Regions from separate parts of the Mus musculus genome. Here all the other regions are linked to region 4. The links are chromatin contacts, called in public Hi-C and HiChIP or PLAC-seq maps. All regions are on one chromosome and are shown on one strand. Each heading gives the region's core, a stretch centred on a gene start, on an enhancer-like site or on the middle of the called end of the contact. The rest is flanking DNA. Distances are from core to core; before and after follow the strand shown. Region 1 holds the start of Dars (aspartyl-tRNA synthetase). Region 2 holds the start of Mcm6 (minichromosome maintenance complex component 6). Region 3 overlaps Dars (aspartyl-tRNA synthetase). Region 4 overlaps Gm41950 (a long non-coding RNA gene). Region 5 has its middle 99 kb from the start of Gm23056. Region 6 has its middle 120 kb from the start of Gm23056.

Region 1 (3,451 bases), core at 939-3,438, 130 kb after region 4:
ACACTTGGGAGACCTCAGGAGTATAGCGTGTGTCCATTGATGTAGCTAGCAAATGCTTTTCTTCTGTTAGGTGAGAAAGCAAGAGCACATATTGTTAGAAATAAGTTCAGGAACACAGAGAAAGACATGACCAGTCCAACCGAAGTATCTGGACAAGGCAAACTTGACTCTTGATCAAAGGGTATCCTCTGAAGAGCAAACATCCCAACACAGGAAGTACATTTGGTTTTTATTTTACCTCAGCTGTGTCTTTTCCCCATTGGCTGGGGTCCGACCTCACAGTCTTATTCAGTTGGCTAGTCTGCAAAGAACTGGTGCACAGGAAATGGAAGAAGCAGGAAGGGGTCACTGCTCCAAGGAGAAAAGGGTCACTGTTCCAGGCCATTGAATTCCTAGTCTAGAGCATGGAGCCTTTGTGTAAACAAAGGTTTTACTGGGTAGGGAACTAAAGCATTTTCATAAGTCTTGTAAGGAAAGGGAGATAAACAGATTTGAATTCCTGGTTTTAAACACAAGTTTTACAGTATTCGATAGAAAAAGTCATAGTTGATATTTCTTACACATATTTACATCGTTACTCCAAAGTTATGACCTAAATAAGAATATTCTATCAAAGCAAAGGAGCACAGTAAGACATATGCAGGAAAACAACAAGAAACAAACAAACAAAAGGAGTCTTGTGGACACACTGAAATATGACAATTCCACCCTACCAAATGACAATAGAATTTATATGTTGCCTTCTGTCGATCAGGGCATACATTAGTACTAAGGCTAAGAGAATAAATACTTCTTTTAGAAATGGAGCCAATTCAGATGCTTTCTGCATTGGAATCCCTTGACTATAATGGAATGTGCTATTGACCATAAGTATTCACTATCATTCCCTAAGGAATGAATACATTCTTCTGTTTTGAGCAAACAGTAGCAGATTAAGATGTGTCTCTTCTCGGCAGTCAGCCTGCGTCAAGTAGAAAGATCAGCTCAGGATCCTGGCCAGAACCATCAGTAATCATTTTATTGCCAATGGTTTATATAACGCTTAGCACAAAGCACATATTTATAACCACTGATGAGTTAATTGAACCATATTTTCCCCCACCTATAACTACATAGTAAACTACACTTCTGGAGCCACCATATCTATCTTACCTGGATTCCAGATCTAAGTAAAATCTTACCTGGATTCCAGATCTAAGTAAAGTTATTCCCAGAGAGCTTTCATTTGAGGGGATAAGGTAGGGTTGGGGAGGAGGGTCCAATTGTATCCTGTTAACAAGTATTGACCATGACATTTTATGTCAAGATAAGACACTACAGACAGCTAAAATGTGACAAAGACGGCTAAAGCTTGTGTCCAGCACCGGAAGTAGTATGTAATCAAGTCTTCAAATTTCATCCCAACAAACTTTTCCTTCTTGGTTGTTGTTTTAAGATAGAGTCTCACTACGCAAACAAGGCTGGCCTCTGCTTCCTGAGTGCTGTTAACTGCAGGCCCGAATTACCAAAGCCCACATTCAATAAAAACGACAGCATTTTTCAAAAGTCTAATTTAGGGAAGATTCACCCATTAGACAACCAACACTATACTATGCATTGCCTTTCACAACACAACAAGTCAAGGAAAACCTGTAGGCTATTGCTTTTAAAACAGTACTCCATCCTGCCTTAGGAGCCTACCTGCCTACCTCTAACACAGCATCCTGCCTTCCCACACAGAGCAGGTTGCCCAGAGACCTCCTCTGACCCAAGAGACAGGCTTCCACAGGGCAGTGAAGGCATCAATTCCAAAAGCGGAGATCCCAGCTGGCAGGACGCGAGACAAGCTGTCTGCCAGGGAGGGTGAAACAATGATACTCACCCCACCCCCAACTCCCTGTCTCTAAATATACAAGTAAGCAAGCTCGTGGTGTTTCACACTCTTAATCCCAGCACTCAGGGAGCAGAGGCAGGAGGATCCTCGTGAGTTCCAGGCCAGACAGCATTACACAGACCCTGTCTTTAAAATAATTAGAATTAAATTTAAAAAGAGGGACTCTGGGAGCAAGGGGAAGACAATTAACTGGAATGAAGTTAGACCAAGAGGGTAGGTATGTCAAGAGGCTCTGCAGGGAAGATTCCTCGGAGCCTATCCTGCGAGACCACACCCACTTCTGGGCCACGCCCCATGACTCCCGTGGGCGGGGCAGAGGGAGGAGCTGGCGGCGGCGCGCGAGAGCTCGCTGTGGCTCTCGCGATATTTCCGAAGCCAAGGTTCCACGCGGAGACTGGGGGCTTAGAACCCGGGCTGGGAGGGCGAGACTGTGCGGGAGGGAGCCGCTTCTTAGCCTGTCCTACGGAAGCCTGCGAGGGAGGGTGGTATCCACTCCCCAAATCCAGTGTCCTGATGCCCAGCACCAACGCCAGCCGTAAGGGTCAGGAGAAGCCGCGGGAGATCGTGGACGCGGCGGAAGTGGGTTTCCTCCTTTCCCCCCGGGTCGGGGAGTGCGCTGAGGGAGGGAGTGGGGCGATCCGGGCGCCGCTTCCGTAGCTCCCGTCAGCGCTTTACTCGCAGGCCGCGGCGTGGGGTGTCGCGTCGCAGGCCAGTGCTCCCGAGGACCCCAGGGGCCGTGCCTGGGCTCGCGGCCTCAACTACTCGGGACTGTTAACTCTTGGGACCGTGGCCTGGAAGAACCGTGTTCCTGGGGGTGGGGGGACAGGCAAACGTGGGCGCTCGCGGAACCGGAAGTAGCTGCGGCGAGGTTCACTCGAGCCTTCCTAGGTTAGCACGTCCTGCACGGAACACACCAGCCCAGTCCCCGGACATTTCTGATAAAGCACCACTAATCGATACCCTCAGCCCTCATAATGTTCTGGCCAGTAAAGACAGCCCTTTGCAGCACGAGCTGCCAGTGTATTTAATGACTTTTCCTTGTGACAGCTGCCAACACGTGTTATCTTGGTTTCCTTTCTCAGTGACTCTGTGAGGTAGGGTAGTGCAATTCCCAGAGATAACCCTCAGTGATCCATAGCACTTTGCAGAAGTCAAGGTTTGAAATCCTCTAAGTTAGGTGTTTGTAGTAATACTTAAGTCTTAATCTTTTCCTGGCTCCTAATTTTTTGGTGGAGGAATTCAGCATTTGCTAACTACATCATAACTCAGAATAATAAGTTACTATTTAGTTCTGCTGAAATGTGAGTACTAAATAGAAACAATAACACTTTTTTTTCTTATTTTCACCCCCCTTTGGTTCAAATGCACCACCTATTTATGGCACATACCATTATGTGACAGTTCTCTCATATTGAAGAAACAATTTCAACAAGAGAATGTAGAAGAACAGAAACTGTTTCAGACATCTTTCAAAACTACCTTGTTAAAAAAAAATTTAAGGAAATTATTTTTGTGTGTTAGTGTGTCTAATTGTATAAATTATCAACACACCATTGTAAGTAGTATAGGTATAAGATA
Region 2 (3,376 bases), core at 426-2,925, 190 kb after region 4:
TGTGACGTGAGAAGATTTACCTTAAATCTGCATCTTTTGTAATCAGAAGACCCACACCCTAAAAGCCCCGGAGTGGTTTTTGGAAGGCAAGGGCAGCTGGATCTCTTGACTTCAAGGCCAGCCTGGTCTACAAATCAGGTTCCAGGAAGCCAGGATTACTACACATAGAAATACTGGCGCACGCCTTTAATCCCAGCACTCGGGAGGCAGAGGCAGGCAGATTTCTGAGTTCGAGGACAGCCAGGGCTACACAGAGAAACCCTGTCTCGAAAAAAACAAAAAAACAAAAAAAAAAAGAAAAAAAGAAAAAGAAAAGAAATACTCTCTCTAAAAATAAAAAGGCCCATCCAATATCTGGGCCACACCTGGTGACAGCATACCTAAAATGACACAGAAGGAAGCCTTTTGTGCGTTTGCCTGCCTGTCCTCACTCTCACTGGCAAGTCCATCTATCATCCTGCTGCTGAGGCAGCAATTAATGTATTAGAACCTGTTTCTTCAGGACTCCCAACATTTAATGAAAACCTGCTAAGACATCCAGCCTTGTGGGCTGAACCACCATCTGCTTGGCGTTTTTATTGGAAGACAGCCACTGTTGAGCTAGCCAGACAACAGCCTGTATGCTAAACTTAGTAAATCCTGTGTGTGTGTCTTTATCAGTTTTGTTTCTCTAGAAAGCCCCAGGATTCTCACTCAGTGAAGGCTACATTTGGAGTTGGCAAAGGAGGGAGGGATTTGAGGCTTCAAGTCTTCAACACCTTCAATTGCAGATCTCTATAGTATATTTCCTAATAGATTATAAAAGTATTAATTTTATATACTCTGCCTGGCATTAAATTTTTAACATCCAGTAAGCCTCGAAAAAGTGACTTATTTATTCTGGTCCAGGTTTACTGTGTCCTGGAAGCCCAGGATAAAAGTGCTGGTGGTGAAACAAGTTATCAGCACTAAGCTATCAAAGTCGAGGAGGGACTGGCAATGTGGATCATTTACTAGCAAGGTAGTCCTTGTTCTACACTCAGAAGGCTTTAGGTTCAGTCCCAGCACCACGTGAACCCAGAATTCAAGGCCAGCCTGGGCTATGTGAGACCCTCTCAGTTTAAAAAAGAAAAGAAAGTCAAATGGTATGCAGATTGTCAGAATATATCTATCTCTGTCTTTTTAAGTGTATGTGTATGCACATGTGTTCTTAGAAGTCAGAAGAGGGTATCAAAGTCGCTAAGCTGGAGTTAAAGGTGGTGACTGTCTCATGTAGCTGCTAAGAAACAAGCTTGGGTCCGCTGCGGAATGAGTTACTCTCTAAGCCTTTGCTCCTGTCCTCCACCTGACTTTTAAGGGGCTCTCTCCTGTAGTTTGGTTTGCTCATACCTTACTTCCTCCAGATGCACAATTCACAGTAGGTTTAACCCTGAGTGACCAAAAACAAAACAAAAAAACCCAAAAAAGTCTATACATAAACTCTGGGGGTAAAGGGAGAGAGGGAGGGGTTAGCTCCTCAAGCCAAAACAACCAGAGGGTGGGTGCGACTACATTGCGCATGGGCAAAAGCTTCATGGCGTATGCTTTTGGCGCGAAAAGTGCGTGCGGTGGGCGGGGCTCTGTACGGAACCGCCATTGATTGGACGGGTTTGGCGCGAAGTAGCTCAGCTCCTACCCTGTTATTGGCTGAGGTGAGAGGGCGGGGCTAGCCGGAGGCGCGCGCGAAGTGGCAGCGCGGAAGGAGCTACGCGTGGAACCTGCGGCCGGGCTATCTGCAGCTGCGGACTCTCCTCCGCGGTGGTCTTCCCTCAGCAGCGCGTACTCTCGGCGCCGCCATGGACCTCGCAGCGGCCGCGGAGCCCGGCGCCGGAAGCCAGCACCCGGAGGTGCGCGACGAGGTGGCCGAGAAATGCCAGAAGCTGTTCCTAGACTTCCTGGAAGAGTGAGTGGCCTCCGGGGGCTCGCGGGCCGGGCGGAGACCGGGGCCATGTGTGCTCCGGAAGGGATGGGCCCCGGCCCGGCGGGAATCCGAAGCCTCCTCGACTCCTTTCTTCACCGCAGCGCTCCCTTGTGTCATACTGTGCTGCTTTTTCATTACGTTTCTAAAACAGGGTTTCGAACTCGCTGTGTAGCCAAAGATGATTTTGAACTTGTAATCCTCCAGCCTCCGCTTAGCTTGTGCTGGAATGACAGATGTGCACCGCCATGACTAGTTGGGGCGATGCTGGGAATGAATCCCAGCAGGACTCACGTCGCAACCCAGTGAGGCCAGAGTTTGGTTTTTTGGGAGGTGGGGGGGGGGGGGGGGGGCGTTACCTCTTGAGTAGGGTTGGGCACACAGCCCAGAACCAGGAGCTTGCAATGCAAGCAAACCTGGGCCAGCTCGTTCTAACAGGAATCTATGGCTTGATGACTGTTCAGTGAAATGAGTTCTGCCCTATATAATGAAAGAATTGTTCTAGACATCTAGCTGCCTCCTTCCCATCCCTCCCTCCGCTTCTAGCACCTAGCAGCAACCACATACCAGTGTGCTCCTTACTCTTCCGCCTCCAATAGTAAACAATTCTTTTCTTTTTCTTTTTAAAGATTATGTCAGTATATAACAAAAACTTAAGAGTTTTGACCTTTTGGGAGTGTACAACAAGCATCTTGAGGTGCATTCAACTTGTACAATGATCCCTGTTTGAAACTCTTCCAACTCTACCTACTAAATAGTTAGAGCCTCTCTAACTCTCCTAGCCTCCTGACACCTGCCACACTTCTAACATTGAACTGGATCACTATAGGTGCCTCCGATAAGTGTGTGTGGCTAATTTTGCTAGACATGCAGCTTATTGTAATCAAGGGTTTGCCTTTTAAGGCAGAATAAAATGACATGGCACGCGTATACTGGTTACCACATATTGCTGATCTAGTCGTCCTTTTGGCTCTACAGCTATCTTTTGAAGTTCTGCTATACTTAAAACTGTAAGCAGGCCAGTGTTGGGCACAAGCCAGCGGTAGACGGATCCTATGAGTTCAAGGCCAGCCTGGTCTACAAAGTGAGTTCCAGGACAGAGCTCAGGGCTACATAGAAAGTCTGGTGCTGAAAAACAAAACAAACAAAAATAACCCTCTGGAATTTAAATTCTATGTTCCAACCTTTGTAATGTTTTTGGCAGTCGGTACAGCTGCTTGTCCTTCAAAACCCAAGTCTCCTTTTGATTAAAGTCTGTGTAAACCAGCAGTTCTCAACATGTAGATCAGGATCCCTTGGGGCACATACCAGATCCATATGCACAGTATGGTCCATAACAGCAAAATTAGTTATGAAGTAGCAATGAGATGGTTTTATGGTTGGGGTCATCACACATGAGGAACTGTATTAAAGGGTCTCAGCGTTAAGGTCGAGAACCAC
Region 3 (3,604 bases), core at 783-3,282, 150 kb after region 4:
TCAAGGCTCCCCATCATCCTGCTCCTCACCCAGAACTCCCTCATCTCTGTTCCTTTCTCTTCCCCTTGACGGGCAATGTCTGTAAGTTCCTTGTTCTACAGACTCCTGGTGCTTTTCTCACACCCAGACTGAGGCCATTGTGTGGGATCGTGACCTGATCTGCCACTCAGTTGCTATATATTCTGCCTGACAGTGGGGGTTAAGATTGAAGACTTACAGCCTTTAGATACTTTCATTAGTTAGCAGAATTCTTGAGGATATTTGCTTTTTATCCTCTCATTTATAAGTATAATTACCCAAGAAATATTTGGAAAACAGTGAGTTCCATAAAATATGCAGTGGCCTCCTATTAAGATCAAAACAACACATGACCAGCTTCTAAACCAGTTCTGGGTGTTGTGCTTAAATACAGTGAAAAGCTTACTTATGTTTTTAGCTGACGTTAAAAATTTGAGGACCAATGAAGCATGAAGTGATTGAAAAGAATATTTTGTAGCACATTGTTTGGGGGAAGCCAGCTGCTTAGGGAGTGGGCCAGCTAACAGTGCTGCCAGAATCTGGTTTAGAAAATAATACCCGCAGAAATGAAGAAAAGGCTGCTTTTAACCCTCATTTAGTGTTTACTTCTTTCCTGGGTCAGTTTTACATATGAAATACTTGTGGCTGATTTTACTGCAGAGGGAGGACCTGAACTCTGTTGGCTCTCTAGGTGTTTCCATTTTGAAGATTGCAACCCAAGGACACTGGACAATAAAACAGTGAACTTACTCTACAAAGTGGGGGGGAGAATGGTATTTATATGTTAATTCCATACAGCCCTATGTTTAACCCTATTCCCATTGGTCTTTTACCAGGTGGAGAAAAGCTAGGACTCCACTATTAAAAATACCAAATCAGATAGTTCCAGCTGGGGTTTCCTAATCACTTAAAAGGCAAAAATCAAGGTCACTTTTAATATCTTAAGTAGATAATGATCTTAGCATTTACTTTAGATATTAAATCTGAGTCCTTATTGACTAAACTGTATTGCTAATTTTGAGCTTTTGAAATTTTTTTCCTTGAAAAGAAACATTGGAATTTAATGTGGAGGGAAATGTGTCCTGGGATCGTCCAGTTTATCAATATTCTCACCCAAAAGTTGGCTCACTAATTAGATTCAGTGCCATAGGACGCTTGAGCAGATCATTTTAATCAATCTGTTAGATCAATTTTCTTGTGACTGAATGAGCAGAAAAATGAAGCAGCTGAATGAATTACACAGGGAGGTTGGCACATCCGCCTCCATAGGGATTTTAAGGCCAGAATCTTAATTGTGTGTCTGAAATGGTTGACGGTCTTTCTGAAAATGGAATTTCTCGGGAAGCAGAGGGCTGAGCTTTTGACCTCACTTTACATTGTCACCTGATTCTTTAAAGAGCTGAGCAAGAAGTCGGACTTTTTTTCTTTTGAAAAAAGTTTTTAATTCATTATCATTTGTGTGAGTTACAATTAAGTCTTATAAAGGCAGTTTTTTGGATTTGTTTGTTTTTATTTTGGTAAGGTGCTCTGGAAGCCTTTCAGTATCGAGTATTAATAGCGGACAACAGTTAATATAAATGCAAGTTTTTGAGGCTTAAGGCTGATTTTGTAGCAGCAGCTTTAAAGAGCTGTAACTAATATGGATAGTAATTTCAATGTTTGTTTTGTTAGAGACAGTCTCTCACCTTGTACCCTGGCTGGCCTGGAACTTGCTGTATAGACAAGTTTGACTTGGAACTCACAGAGTTCTCCTGGCCTCTGCTTCAGTAGTTTTTAAAATTAAGAATTACGTATTATTCTTCATCCTCACTCTACCTCAACATCAGGCTGTTTTGACTCTGAAAACAAAGTTTATTCTGTACATAAATATATGTGCTTGGCTTTATTTTTCTTTGTATTAGTCATTGTGGTTAAATGATTTACTGATAGCAGCTGAGTCACAAGTACATTCCTCATTCTCTAGTGAGTCACCTAGCTACATACTAGTTTTGTTTACTTTCCTTCCTTTGAGATATTTCTCCTAAAATAGATATTTCACTGGTTGGTAGGTATAAACATTCTGATTTACTACATTGTAACTATTAGAGCTGTGAAATAGAAAGACTATTACTCAGAAGTCTCACTGACTTAGAAAACTTATTTATTAACATCTGTACTGGTCCGGGCACTTGGCCAAACTTGGGTCAACAAGGGGAAAAAGATTAAAAACTATGGAAACATATTAGTTTGCTGGTAAGAGTAAATACTTACCTAGAGTTGAGACCCAAAGAAGCCAATTATCCACTTGGATAAGTTGGTAGCTTAGGCTAAGCCTTTGCATTGTTATTCATTACTGCTCCTTGAACCTACGTGCTTTGACTCTTTGTTGGAACAAGTTGCTATCTGTTAGGGAAGAAATGACTATGTAGCTCTGTCCTGAAATTTTGGATAAAGGTATGCTTTAAAAATTAGTCTAGGGAGCTGGGCAGTGATGGCGCACGCCTTTAATCCCAGCACTTGGGAAGCTGAGGCAGGCGGATTTCTGAGTTCGAGGCTAGCCTGGTCTACAGAGTGAGTTCCAGGACAGCCAGGGATCCACAGAGAAACCCTGTCTCGAAAAACAAAAAAACAAAACAACAACAACAAAAAATTAATCTAGGAAGCCTGGAGAGATAATTCAACAATTAAGGGAGCGAATTATTCTTACAGAGAACTGGATCTGATTATCAGCTGCATAGCAGCTCATAACTGTTTATAGCCCCAGTTGCAGGGGATTTGACATCCTCTTCTGGCACCTGTAAGCACTGTGCACATATGGTGTGAAGGCAAAACAGCCATGTACAAATGTATAAGTAATTTTTAAAAAAACTTAAGTCTAAGACTGGGAAGATTTCTCAGTGGGTAAAGCATTTGCCATATCATTTAAGCTTATGGACCTGATTTTGAATCACCCATGTAAATAATGAACACAGGATCCTACAGGTCTGTAATCCCAGTACTTGTACAGGGATATAGAAGAGTAAAGACAGGAGACTTCCTGGAAGCTCTGGCTGGCTAGCCTGGCATACAAAGCAGGAAAATGATAAGAAGACCCTGTCTCAAACAAACTAGAAGGCAAGGATTGGCACTGTAAGTTATTCTCTGACCTTAGGAGCTCCATACACACATAAGATTAAGTCTGAAATCTGATGTCAGAAATTCCCAGCTAGTTTATGGCATTAAATCACCTAGCTTAAATATAATTAATGACTTATTATTTCATACAAAGATTCTGCTGAGCTCTGCTGAAGTTGACAACATTAGGGCATCAAACTATATCAGTGCTATTGAAGAAGGTAATAAGATTCCTGAACATTGGAAAACTCTTAGCAGGTGGCCCATTACTTGGCGTGTCACAAAGCTTTAGAGAAACATTGTAGCCCATAGGGTCTTAAGAATGAAAGTGTAGCCAGACGTGGTGGCACACATGCCTTTAATCCCAGCACTTGGGAGGCAGAGGCAGGAGGATTTCTGAGTTTGAGGACAGCCTGGTCTACAAAGTGAGTTCCAGGACAGCCAGGGATACACAGAGAAACCCTGTCTGGGGGCGGGGGGTGGGGTGGGGGGG
Region 4 (3,337 bases), core at 525-3,024:
ATGGATGCCTACATGCACACCACAGATATACCTATATACATACATACAAACTGTAACTTAAAGAAAAACACATCAAACCCTAGCTGCAATGCATGTCCCTTGGTTATAAGGAAGGCTGGGGAGGGGGAGAGGAAGGTCTAGGAATCAACTCAGGATTCTCACAGATTAAGATAAGAGAGGATTTAAATGTGTGTGGGGGTGACAGGCGAGAGTCTCATCGCAAACTGAGAATGCAGTGGCTAGCAATTGATAGTGACAGGGGAGATAGAGAAGTCACACAAGGAATGAACTCTGGGAGTCCAGTTCTGAACGCTGGAACAGCACAGAGTCTGTGGCAGGCTTTGCACTTAGCTCTAGCACACAAGGATTAAGCCGTGGCTGGAAGGCATATTGTTTAAGGGACAGAAAAGTAGGTCTAGGGGTAGATGGCTCAGTCAGGGAAGTGCTCTCCTGGCAAGCTTGAGGAACCTATGTTAAAAAAAAAAAAAAAAAGCCAGTTGTGATGGTCGTGGCTTAAAGTGAGAGTACGAGGAAGCAGGGACAGGCAGATCCCTGGGGCTCATGGGTACGCACAGCCAGGCTACTTAAGTTCCAGGCCAGTGAGAAATGTGGTCTTAAAAACCACAGTAGACACACTGTCTGCCGGTCTCTGTCTGTCTCTCTGACTGTCTGTCTGTCTATCTGTCTCTCTCTCTCTCTCTCTCTCTCTCTCTCTCTCTCTCTCTCTCTCTCTCTCTCTCTCTCACACACACACACACACACACACACACGGGGTTGGGGGAGAATGAGGTTTATTTAGCTTGAAATCTGGAATGCTAGACATCCAAGATTGGGCAGTTCCATTGGTTCAGCCTCTGGTGAGAGTCTCCTCAGACTGGATCACATCATAGTGAGTGACATCCTGGCAAGAAAGAGAGAATACGTGTGAATATATGATGAAACAGGAGGCCAGGAAGCCACTGGGGGGTCAGGTTTGTGCTGTCCTAAGAGCCTGCCCTCGGGGCAGCAAACCCCGATACTCTAAACATCTCTTCACAGACCTTTAACTCCACCACACTGAGAACCAAGTTCCATAAACCTTGCTTGGACTAAGCATATCCAAACCACACCAAACACTTTTGTCTCTATTGCTCTTTCTTTCCCTTTAGTGCAAAGTATATAAAATATCATCACAGCATTCTTGTCTATAGTTCAGTAGATGAGCATAGGATAGGGTTTCTAGAACTTTCTCATCTTGAAAATCTGAAGTGCCACACTCTTTAAACAATGACTCACCCTTTTTCTCTTCTCCTCGGTCCCTGGAAACCACCTTCTACTTTCTGTTTCTGTGAATTTGACTGCTTCACGTAGCTCACATAAGCAGCTTCACACACTGTTATGGTTAAAACCACACACACACACACACACACACACACACACACAATGGAGATGTGACTGCAGGGAGACAGGGCCACAGAGAGAAAGTTGGGCTCTCCATGTGATTTTTACAGTGTTAGCAAGGTAGAAGACTACAGTTCTAACAGTTCATCAGCCCACTACAAATGACACTCTAAATGACAACAGTGAGCTTAATGCATACACATGCCTCCAAGCTAAGTCCTTCAGCTACCACTGCTCTAACAAATGGCCACTTCTCAACACCTGATGCTACAAACTCTGGAGCCTCTGTGGAGGAGGTGTAACTCAACCCCTGGAAGTTCCAGACTATGGTCCCGGTCAAGTGCAAGTTGTGTCTTCCTCTAAACACCAGCAAACACAGCTTTCTATAAAGGGGTAGTTAAAAAATAGGAACTTAAAAAAATGCTTTGTGTATATGTGCTCATGTGTGTCAGTGCAAGAATATGCATGCCATGCTGCACGTGTGGAAGCCAGAGGACACCCTTGGGTATAGGTCTTTGCCGTCTACCTGGCTCCAGTGAGGATGCCCCTGTTCTTGTCCATCACTGGGAACACCACAGAGCTGGTTTCTGAGTCTCTGGCAGTTCTCCCCCTCCCCATAGGAGCACTGAGACAATCAACGCACACTGCCACATCTGTTTGTATGTGAGTTCTGGGGGTCCAGGCTCAGGTCCTCACAGTTGTGTGGCAAGTACTTTACCACTGAACCATCTCCCTGGTGCCCCCCCCCCCCGACACAAAACTCTTAAACTCACATGCTGTTCCAACAAAAACAGAAGACTCCAATCATGAAGGCATCTCTCTTTAAAAAAGAAAAATTGTTTTCCATGTTATGTGTGTGTATGTGCTATGTGTACCTGCTCTGTGCACCACACACATACAAGTACCTGCAGAGAGTGTGGGATCCTCTGGAGCGGGAGTTATGGGCAGCTCTGAGATGCTTGTGGTTTGTTTTTTGGATGATTTTTTTTTCTTGAGACACGAACCCCAGTGCTCTTCAGGTAAGTTCTTAATTGTTGGGCCACCTCTCCATCATAGTTCGTCTCTTTTAGCTTGGGAGTTTGAGGAAGGTCAGGATCTCACATAGCCCAGGCTGACCTCAAACTCACTAAATAACTGAAAATGACCTTGAACTCCTGGTCTTCCTGCCTACACCTCCAGAGTACGGAATCACAAGTCCATAGTGCCATTTGTGGGTTATTGTGATACCAGAGATCAAACCCAGGGCCTCATGCATGAGAGGCAAACTCTACCAGCTCAGGCACATCCCTATCCCTCAAATCCTCTTTTAAGGTGAGAGGAATTCTCTTTTTCCAGACTTGTCCAAAGAAAAGGCACTTTTGACAGAAGAGCCCTTTTCCTGACCGCTTGCTTCGCAAAGAACAAAAGATAGAAAGAGATCTTTGTGAAACATTGTGTCCAGGCCTTGCTGCTGATGTTTAACCCATACTTCCTGCGTGTAAAGCCAGCGACTCTGTGAGCACCTCCAACTTGAGTGCAAAGAGAGCCTGTACTCCCTGCAGGGCCCTAATCTTAGGAAGATCTGAGTAAGGAAAGAAAGGGAAAGGGGGCCAAGGTGCTTTCACGCTCATTAGCATTTTCAATTTCCTTTTCCAGCCCTCTTCCTGCTCCCTTCCTCTCACCACAATGAGCTAATTCTTCCTGATCGATGGTGGCTTGTAGATAACCGGCTGGGCTTTCTTGTTCTCATATTCTCCTGTCCATCACACAATGCGTTCCAAATGCAGCTTAGATGGAAGATGGCTGAACCTGAGCATCTTAAATATCCACAGAGCATGTTTCTCTTTCAAGCTGCTTCTTCCTTCAGCTTTCATAAAGGGAGAAGAAACCCTGGCTTCCTCGACCTTATTCTTTAGAGTCACAAAAGGGATACATGAACCATGTGGATGCTGGAGAAATAGTTCAGTTGTTAAAATGA
Region 5 (3,611 bases), core at 106-2,605, 240 kb before region 4:
GATGAAATATGAGAAAGTAATGTCTGTGGATAAAAACCAAGCAAACAAGAGAAAAATACAATCATTTGTATAGCTAGCCTCTTCACCCAATGCCTCCTGCAGCCCATACTTTGTGTGCATTTGTGTGCATGTAGGTACATGTGTTGTGTTTATGTGCCTATAGGTATGTGCGTGTTTGTGTGTGTCGGTACATGTGTGTTTATGTACAAGCAGGTAACCTGTATGCCCATGTGTCTTATACATTATTTTTTACCTGGGAATTCCTTTTCTCTCCCCTCTTGTTCCCTTCCATATCCCTGGGATCCTGAGAGCTACAACTATAGAGCTACAGCTGCGGCTGAACAAGTTTCCTCACAGAGAGCCATCTAGAGGCATCAAAAGATCACTACCTCAACAACCGGCAAACGGTATCAAGGCCGGTGTACTGCTCCAGCAATGGCCAGATTGTTACACTGCTGCATCAGCCTGCAGGTTAATTGCTCCTGTGACAAAGACAGAGAGCCAACTGTCACCTACTACATTGAAGCGCTTAGGCCAGACTCTGTTGTGCTCCATAACCATTCTCATATTCTTCTGAAGCTTCCAAGAGACCAGAAAAGACGGAGCCTAAAAGAAGAGCAATAGCTTCACATTAGCCACCCATCTAGAAGGCTGCTCTTCGTTCTTATCCTCCACTCCCTCCCGCCCTGAGGCAGCCATCGGCCACTTCAGTAGCCTTGAAGGCATCCAGGGATGAACCAAACACTCTTTGTCTTTTTGTCATCTGATAGATCCGTGTCCCTTAGTTTCTGGTTTCTATTTGTGCAAAACCAAAAATTAAATTTCTGGTTTCGATCTGGCTCCTGGTTTCTGAAAGGATCTGGCCAAGGCTTTTGTTCATTAGTTTTTTTTTTTTTTTATTTCAAGCACATTTAGAGTCTCTGAAGTCGCCTGAAATAATTACCAGCCCACTGATTCTAATACACAGTTCATCATATTCTAACATTGACTGCCCAGGTGCAAATCTATATTCCCTTCAGACTTAAGAGCAAATTTCCCCTGAGTAATGCCTGCCCTGCTATTTTATCCTAGCTAATATTGATCTTCCTACTCTCCTCTGTAGCCCCTTGCAGTGTGCCAATAATTTTGTTATAGAAACCTTTTATTAATGGACTCTCGTGGCTTAATTTTGTTTAGGTAACTTTAGAAAAAAAAGACAAAAGAGCAACAGTTGGGGGAAAAAAGTGTTATTTGCTCCAAAAGTTAGGCCACCTGTGAAGTGGCTTGTAGGAGTTGAGGTGACAGTGTGAGTAGGCAGTGCTGTTATAAACAAAAGTTCTACCAGCTGTCACAGTGAGTCACCCGGAACAGGAGGATGTCCCACTAAGCTGCAGATTTTGATTATACCCTGAGCCGGGGTGGCACCAAGCCCAGAGTGACTGACACATCTAGACCTAAGCCAACCAGACACCTCGTGGGCTGACTGTGCCGGTGATGCCGAGACACCCAAACTGAGAAAGCCCAAGATGTACGTGGAGAAACTGTGGGTTGACATGTCCGACATGTTTGACGTGAGAAGGACTGTTTTGCCTCAAGACCAGCCTCTACCCAAAGCGATTAAATCAGTCTCTGAGACAGGAGCTAGTTTTTCCCAGGCCGACTGAGTTCTCTGAGAGACTGTTTCTTCAGAGTGAAAGTAATGACAGGAAAGACCAGACCCACAATCCCAGGGGCCTGACCACAGATGAAGCTGCCACCAAAACTCCCCAAGAGGAGGTCAGCGGCTGGACCCAGGGCAGAAGCCTTGCAGAGCTCACACCTGCTCAGACCTGGGCTTTCCAACCGCACTGGTTGGGCCTCTGTTGCCACAGACGCAGGTTACATCACACTCTGGTTGTTGTCAGGAGAAGTGACTGCACGCTGAGCGGAGGGAGCCATCTTCAAGTCTGCTTTTTATCCTGACATTGTAGATCTATCCTAGCTAGCTCTGAGATTAGAGAACAGAAGATAATTAAATCTACCATATGTTCTCTCTAAACACCTACCGTGTTAGCCTGGGATCATACCAGAAACTCTTTCAACCGAGGAAAGTTTAATATTAAGGTTGTTAAAGACAAATCATTCCTGCAAATAGGTAGGTGTTTGTATAGGTGGGTAAGATGATTGGTTAGATGGATTAGATGGATAGATGGTTGGCTGATGGTTGGCAGATGGTTGAATAGGTGGTTATGTGGGTGGATGAAGGATGGATGGATGGATGGATGGATGGATGGATGGATGGATGGATGGATGGATGGATAAAAGTTGGTTGTAGGGTGGATGGATGAATGATATAGGTAAGATGGATGAATGGATATGTATATTGGGTAGGTAAATATATAATGGGTATATATTATATATATGGATTAGTGCTTTATGTGGCAGATAAAAAAGGATAGAAAGGTAGATTAAGAGATGGAAAATGGAGGACTGAAAAGGAATCAGGCATAAATTCCAGAAAATGTAGAAGAAGAAATTAAGTAGCTATTTGCCTTGAATGCACAAAGATCCCTGCACTTAAAACAGAGGGGTGGATGTTGGGGACAGGATGCATATTGTTAATAGTAGGAGAAAACAAATCTGAGAATGTGAGATATCACCACACAGAAGATGGTTTAGAGAGAAGAGAGCAAACAGTATTGTGGTGCTGGTGGGGAATGGCAGAGAGAAGAAAATCTTGGGAAAGGCAAAAGAGCATTGCTTATCTTGGTAACTTTGGCAAAGTGTCTTTGATAGTCAAAACCTTGAGGCAGGCACAGTCTTACATCATCATATGACATCATTTCATGTAGCCATTTGTCCATACACTCTACTGATTCCTTCCCTTCACCAACTCATAGAATGTGTGCCAAAGGAACCTGAGAGGTGCTTTTTGGTTTAGAAGTGTTTACTATTGTGTCCATGTATAGACAAAACTAAGACCTGGCTTTCCTCAAGGGTTGTACAGGGTGAAAGCCTTTTACCCCCCCCCCCCACACACACAGCTGGAAGAGCTACATTCAATGAACTTATAAATAGCCTTTGACACCACTGGCACATAGAACTTGTCTTTTCCTGCCCCTCCTTCAAGTCTTTCACTGAACCCAGCAATGCTCTACTAAAGATCAGGAAAAGGAAACATATTTCAAGCCTCCTACCATTGTGCTATTTGTTGACAGTAGAAAATTTAGTAAAAAGGTTAAAGGGCTGGCTACAATGGCTTTAAGAGTCAAGTGTAAATTTTCTCTTGAGCAGGGACCATCAAGGAGCTAGGGGGTATAGTTCAGTTAACAAGGTACTTGTCTGGCATGAACAAAACCCTGGATTCCATCTCTACTATACTGGATAAAACACAACATAGTAATGTACTATGTAGGAAGTAAGTGGAGACAGGAGGATCTTAGGTTCAAGGTTTGGTTATAGAGTTAACTTGAGACTGATCTTGGCTACATAAGATCTAGTATTAGGAAAAAGAGAGAGAACGAAACAAAGAAACCGTGAGTTGATGAGTAATGCTGTTCTGAGAGGAGGGAAAGCCCTATGTAGCTCTGTTTTCACCAATAATATGCAGGATCTTCAAGGGCTGTGTGGGGACCCCACCACCCTTTCTCCAG
Region 6 (3,411 bases), core at 795-3,294, 220 kb before region 4:
AAGACATTTTAACACTGGTTAACATTGCTTAGAAATCCAAGTCTCACCCGTTTTTTCTTCCATGGTGTAGCCATGGCAAGTTGCCCATGATAGTGTAAGTGACCACTCACTGATACTCCTCCAGGCGACCTCTCACCTGTGTTCTCATAAGGATCTCTTCACCTGGACCCCTGTACGTAACCTCTCACCGGTGCTCCTGTGAGAAAGCCCTCACCCAGGATCTTATAAGCAATCTTAATCCAACTCATTGACTCACAGAAAACAGAGGTGAAAATAAAGAGGGGACAAGTTAGTAAATAAAGAAAGCAGCAGTGGGTAGGGGGAGATAGGAGAGAGCAACAGGGCAAACACAACCAAAGTATACGCTTTACAGAAATGGCATAATGAAACCATTATTATAGATCATTAACGCATGCTCTTTAAAAAGCTTGTTTAAAAGATCAAAGCGCCTGGTCTCTAGTTCTGCTTTAAACTGTCTGGTCTGAGAGGGACAACTGAGTTGGCTGTTTATTCTCATAAATCATCCACTTTTCCAGATCACTCCTTGTGATTCCTGAGTCATAACCAGTGGGGAACAGACTCACTCATAAACAGATTATGAAAATTCAACAGTTTAAAATCTAACAGGCCAGCCTACAGACTTGTCACAGATGAATGATACTCTGGGGTCATAAAACCATAACGGGCACACGGCGAAGATGACACCCTGCCGATCTGACTCCTTCCCTCCTTGGAAAGATGGCGATGTTTCCTCTGGGACCCACGGAAAACGCCATGCATGGTATGGAGTGTACCTGCTATCCCCAGCACTGGGAAGTAGAGACAGCAGGATCCCTGGGGCTAGCCAGGCAGCCTCCATACTCAAGGAGCTCCAGGTTCAGGGAGAGACAGTGTCTCAAACAAACAAGGTGCTTCATCCATGAGGAGCAATTGAGGTTGTCTTCTGACTTCCACATTCATGCGTAAATGTGCATGTACAGGCATGCCCACACAAACACGCACCAAGGAGATAAAAGACTGTACTCTGCTTTGACTAGATGTTGCAATACCTGCTCAAGCCATCCACGGCTCAGTCATGACTGAGAATGGACTCCAGGTTACAGAGTGAAACTTTCCTTTCATTCGGAAGGATTGTACAGCTGTAAATGTAACTTTCATTCGCCTGATGTAATTGTCATCTCTGTGGCTTAATGCCCGGTAAACCCTCACTTTCTAGTTCTTTCTGAACTCTAGCTGGCTGGTTCAACTAGCTGTTCTAGACCAAATTCCTCTCCAAACTGACTGATTCAATCTGGCTTCAATCTCAGCTTCTGACTGAGTTGCTCTGCTCTGCTTGGCCTCAAACTAACTTTGGTAATCTGCTCTCGTCTTCTAGCTCATTCTGTCTTCACCTGTGTCTCGCTGTTCTCTCTGAAACCTGTCTCTGTAAAACTGTCCTGGTTAAAAACTGCTTCTGAACTCCATGGACTGAAAGGCCAACAAATGAACTGCCATGAACTTGACTTCACTCCACTGGCTCTCAATAGACTGAAGTGACTGCTGCTCTCTCTGCACTGTTCTTAAGCCGCCTCTCATTTCTGCCTGCTCTTGCGAGAATTGGGCACATCCTATCTCTGACTCATTCTGCCAAACCTTTCTCTGATTTGTCACTTTGACCATCCCCTAATTAAACATCACTTTTGACCATGGCTGCTTCCTTCTACAAACTAACCTTACTTCATTGTTAGGGATTAAAGGTGAGTACTAAGGGTGTATCTATATTCCAGATCATATTATAATCCAGGGAATGCCTGCATTCCAGCCAGATCATATAGACCTTGGATGTTTTTGGATGTGATTCCTTACCAGAGCGACCATGTTGCTGGTTTAAAATTGCTCTACACACAGCCATCTTAGGGGCCGTGCTAAAGGGTAGTAGTCACTTTCACAAATGAAACTGCTAAGGGAAAACAAAGCTACCATCAGATGACATAGCACATCTCCATGCATAGTCGGTGGATGGAGTGGTATTGTTTCGTTACCCTTCTGGCTGCTTTTACACCAGCCTGCTTCCTGTCTGAGTCTTCTATGCAAAACCTGACCTTAAATTGGGCTGGCTAGTGCCAACTTAAAGCTTTGAGGTTTTCTCGAGTATTGAATACCACTTTTGAAAGGCTAGAAAAAAAAGAAAACAGGATGTATCTATCTGAGGTTCACGGGTACTTGAAACCTATGTTGTGAGGTCTTCTGCGGGGGCTAGCCACCTGATACAAGATTCTCCACGTGTGACCTTTCTTAAACACAGAGTCAAACGTGTGACTTCCCTACAGTCTAGCCTCATCGTTAAACAGATATCCCAGCTTCAAGCCTGTGCTCTTCATCTTGATAGACCATCCAAACCTCTGCCGCCCAGGGACTGTGTTTATGAAGCCATCTGCCTAGGCTCTCCAAGTCATGGCTCTGAGCCTAGCTGCTCGCAGTCCACTCTACACACAAAGGAAAGCAACTCTTCCCCCCCCCCCTTCCTTTTCTCTTTCTCCCTCCCTTCCTTGTTTGCTTTGGGGTGTGTATATGTGTACACACAAGCATGCAGAGGCCAAAAGTTGAAATCAGGTGTCTACCTCAATAACTCTCCACCTTAAAAAAAACAAAAAACAAAACACAAAACAAAACAAAACAACAACAACAACAAAAAAAACCAGGGCACTTTGTTGAACTCGGAGCTGCTGGTTTGATTTGGATAGACTGACTGGCCACAGGCTCCTCCTTGCTCCAGCTCCACAGTGCTGAGATTACAGGCACGTATCATTACCTCTAGCTTTTTTGTTTAAACACGAGTGTTGGCATAGAGAGCCCAGCTCCTCGTGTTTGCCTGGGTAGCCCTTTATTGACTGAACCCACTCCTCCCCTTCTTTTATACTGAAGTTCATGACACCAGCAAGGGTCAGTACCTTCTTTGGAATACAGGGACTCATTGATCAATGAAAAATAAAGAGACATTTATCTTCTCACATCCAGTTTTTAAAGCTATAATCTTCCTTTATTCCATGGTATTAATTGCAGAAATCGTTCAGAAAAACCAGTTCATCCGACTGATATTGCCACTGAACTTCTGATCTGTATTTTAGAAGCTTCTGGACCCTCTTTTGATCCCCCCTTACAGAAGTTTGGAAGCAAGTGTTGTATACAGTTTTCAGGAACATATGTCAAAGATATCATATTTTATATGTCAGAGAGGAAGGCTATGAAGCCATGCAGGAGGGAGGGAAGAAGACGTGGGGATCTCCTGGCTCTAGGCTTGGACTGTCTGGGCAAGTACTTTCAGTGCCCTCCTGGTGAAACCCAGCTGCCCACACAGAGTCAGAACAGATTTGACAAAGGTTAACCAACCATCTTGGGGGAACTTCTGTGGCCACTAACAGTTATCTGAAA

The links. HiChIP or PLAC-seq counts read pairs in DNA pulled down with a chosen protein or histone mark. Hi-C and Micro-C count contacts between places; a contact is called where the count stands out from the background.
Region 1: a Hi-C map of B cells shows a contact between it and region 4, with 48 read pairs. The contact joins the promoter of Dars here to the enhancer-like site in region 4. A contact is called at or near these places in 3 of 39 promoter capture datasets (the C10 cell line, hippocampal neurons and neural stem cells), 2 of 15 datasets of contacts at CTCF or cohesin (CD8 T cells and large pre-B cells), 5 of 484 Hi-C or Micro-C datasets (B cells, Sertoli cells, cortical neurons and 2 more), 17 of 115 datasets of contacts at active chromatin or transcription factors (the 230-238 cell line, the SCID.adh cell line, SST interneurons and 13 more) and 2 of 9 other capture datasets (liver and pancreatic islet).
Region 2: a CTCF HiChIP or PLAC-seq map of CD8 T cells shows a contact between it and region 4, with 7 read pairs. The contact joins the promoter of Mcm6 here to the enhancer-like site in region 4. A contact is called at or near these places in 1 of 39 promoter capture datasets (pre-B cells), 1 of 15 datasets of contacts at CTCF or cohesin (CD8 T cells), 16 of 484 Hi-C or Micro-C datasets (the Ba/F3 cell line, bone marrow-derived macrophages, cerebral cortex and 11 more), 5 of 115 datasets of contacts at active chromatin or transcription factors (acute myeloid leukemia, bone marrow-derived macrophages, effector CD8 T cells and 2 more) and 3 of 9 other capture datasets (adipose tissue, liver and pancreatic islet).
Region 3: a contact with region 4 is called in a Hi-C map of bone marrow-derived macrophages, with 2.3 times the contacts expected there. The contact joins two enhancer-like sites. A contact is called at or near these places in 1 of 15 datasets of contacts at CTCF or cohesin (CD8 T cells), 3 of 484 Hi-C or Micro-C datasets (Sertoli cells, bone marrow-derived macrophages and muscle stem cells), 3 of 115 datasets of contacts at active chromatin or transcription factors (SST interneurons, bone marrow-derived dendritic cells and bone marrow-derived macrophages) and 1 of 9 other capture datasets (adipose tissue).
Region 5: a contact with region 4 is called in a CTCF HiChIP or PLAC-seq map of CD8 T cells, with 6 read pairs. The contact joins two enhancer-like sites. A contact is called at or near these places in 1 of 15 datasets of contacts at CTCF or cohesin (CD8 T cells), 1 of 484 Hi-C or Micro-C datasets (regulatory T cells) and 3 of 115 datasets of contacts at active chromatin or transcription factors (CD8 T cells, bone marrow-derived macrophages and regulatory T cell precursor).
Region 6: a contact with region 4 is called in a CTCF HiChIP or PLAC-seq map of CD8 T cells, with 8 read pairs. The contact joins two enhancer-like sites. A contact is called at or near these places in 1 of 15 datasets of contacts at CTCF or cohesin (CD8 T cells), 4 of 484 Hi-C or Micro-C datasets (CD8 T cells and natural killer cells) and 5 of 115 datasets of contacts at active chromatin or transcription factors (CD8 T cells, embryonic stem cells, regulatory T cells and 2 more).

The regions. Positions count from the first base shown.
Region 1 is chr1:128,416,153-128,419,603 of GRCm38.p6, reverse strand. Dars (aspartyl-tRNA synthetase) reads left to right here and starts at 2,188. Exons shown (of 16, transcript NM_177445.5): 1 at 2,188-2,452. The coding sequence starts at 2,387.
Region 2 is chr1:128,358,004-128,361,379 of GRCm38.p6, reverse strand. Mcm6 (minichromosome maintenance complex component 6) reads left to right here and starts at 1,675. Exons shown (of 17, transcript NM_008567.2): 1 at 1,675-1,921. The coding sequence starts at 1,815.
Region 3 is chr1:128,397,634-128,401,237 of GRCm38.p6, reverse strand. All of the region lies in intron 4 of Dars (aspartyl-tRNA synthetase), which reads left to right. Among named protein-coding and RNA genes, the nearest start is that of Dars, 18 kb to the left of the region's middle. Within about 2 kb of position 2,032, at least 103 of the 459 cell types and tissues checked have an H3K27ac peak or open chromatin away from gene starts, as enhancers often do. A contact at or near this core is called in bone marrow-derived macrophages and muscle stem cells, where this site is marked.
Region 4 is chr1:128,546,853-128,550,189 of GRCm38.p6, reverse strand. It overlaps Gm41950 (a long non-coding RNA gene), which reads right to left. Exons shown (of 3, transcript XR_878510.1): 3 at 784-901. Among named protein-coding and RNA genes, the nearest start is that of Gm41950, 6.2 kb to the right of the region's middle. Within about 2 kb of position 1,774, at least 105 of the 459 cell types and tissues checked have an H3K27ac peak or open chromatin away from gene starts, as enhancers often do. A contact at or near this core is called in the 230-238 cell line, B cells, the Ba/F3 cell line and 11 more, where this site is marked.
Region 5 is chr1:128,785,230-128,788,840 of GRCm38.p6, reverse strand. No RefSeq gene overlaps it. Among named protein-coding and RNA genes, the nearest start is that of Gm23056, 99 kb to the left of the region's middle. Within about 2 kb of position 1,355, at least 101 of the 459 cell types and tissues checked have an H3K27ac peak or open chromatin away from gene starts, as enhancers often do. A contact at or near this core is called in CD8 T cells, regulatory T cells and regulatory T cell precursor, where this site is marked.
Region 6 is chr1:128,765,789-128,769,199 of GRCm38.p6, reverse strand. No RefSeq gene overlaps it. Among named protein-coding and RNA genes, the nearest start is that of Gm23056, 120 kb to the left of the region's middle. Within about 2 kb of position 2,044, at least 69 of the 459 cell types and tissues checked have an H3K27ac peak or open chromatin away from gene starts, as enhancers often do. A contact at or near this core is called in CD8 T cells, natural killer cells, regulatory T cells and 2 more, where this site is marked.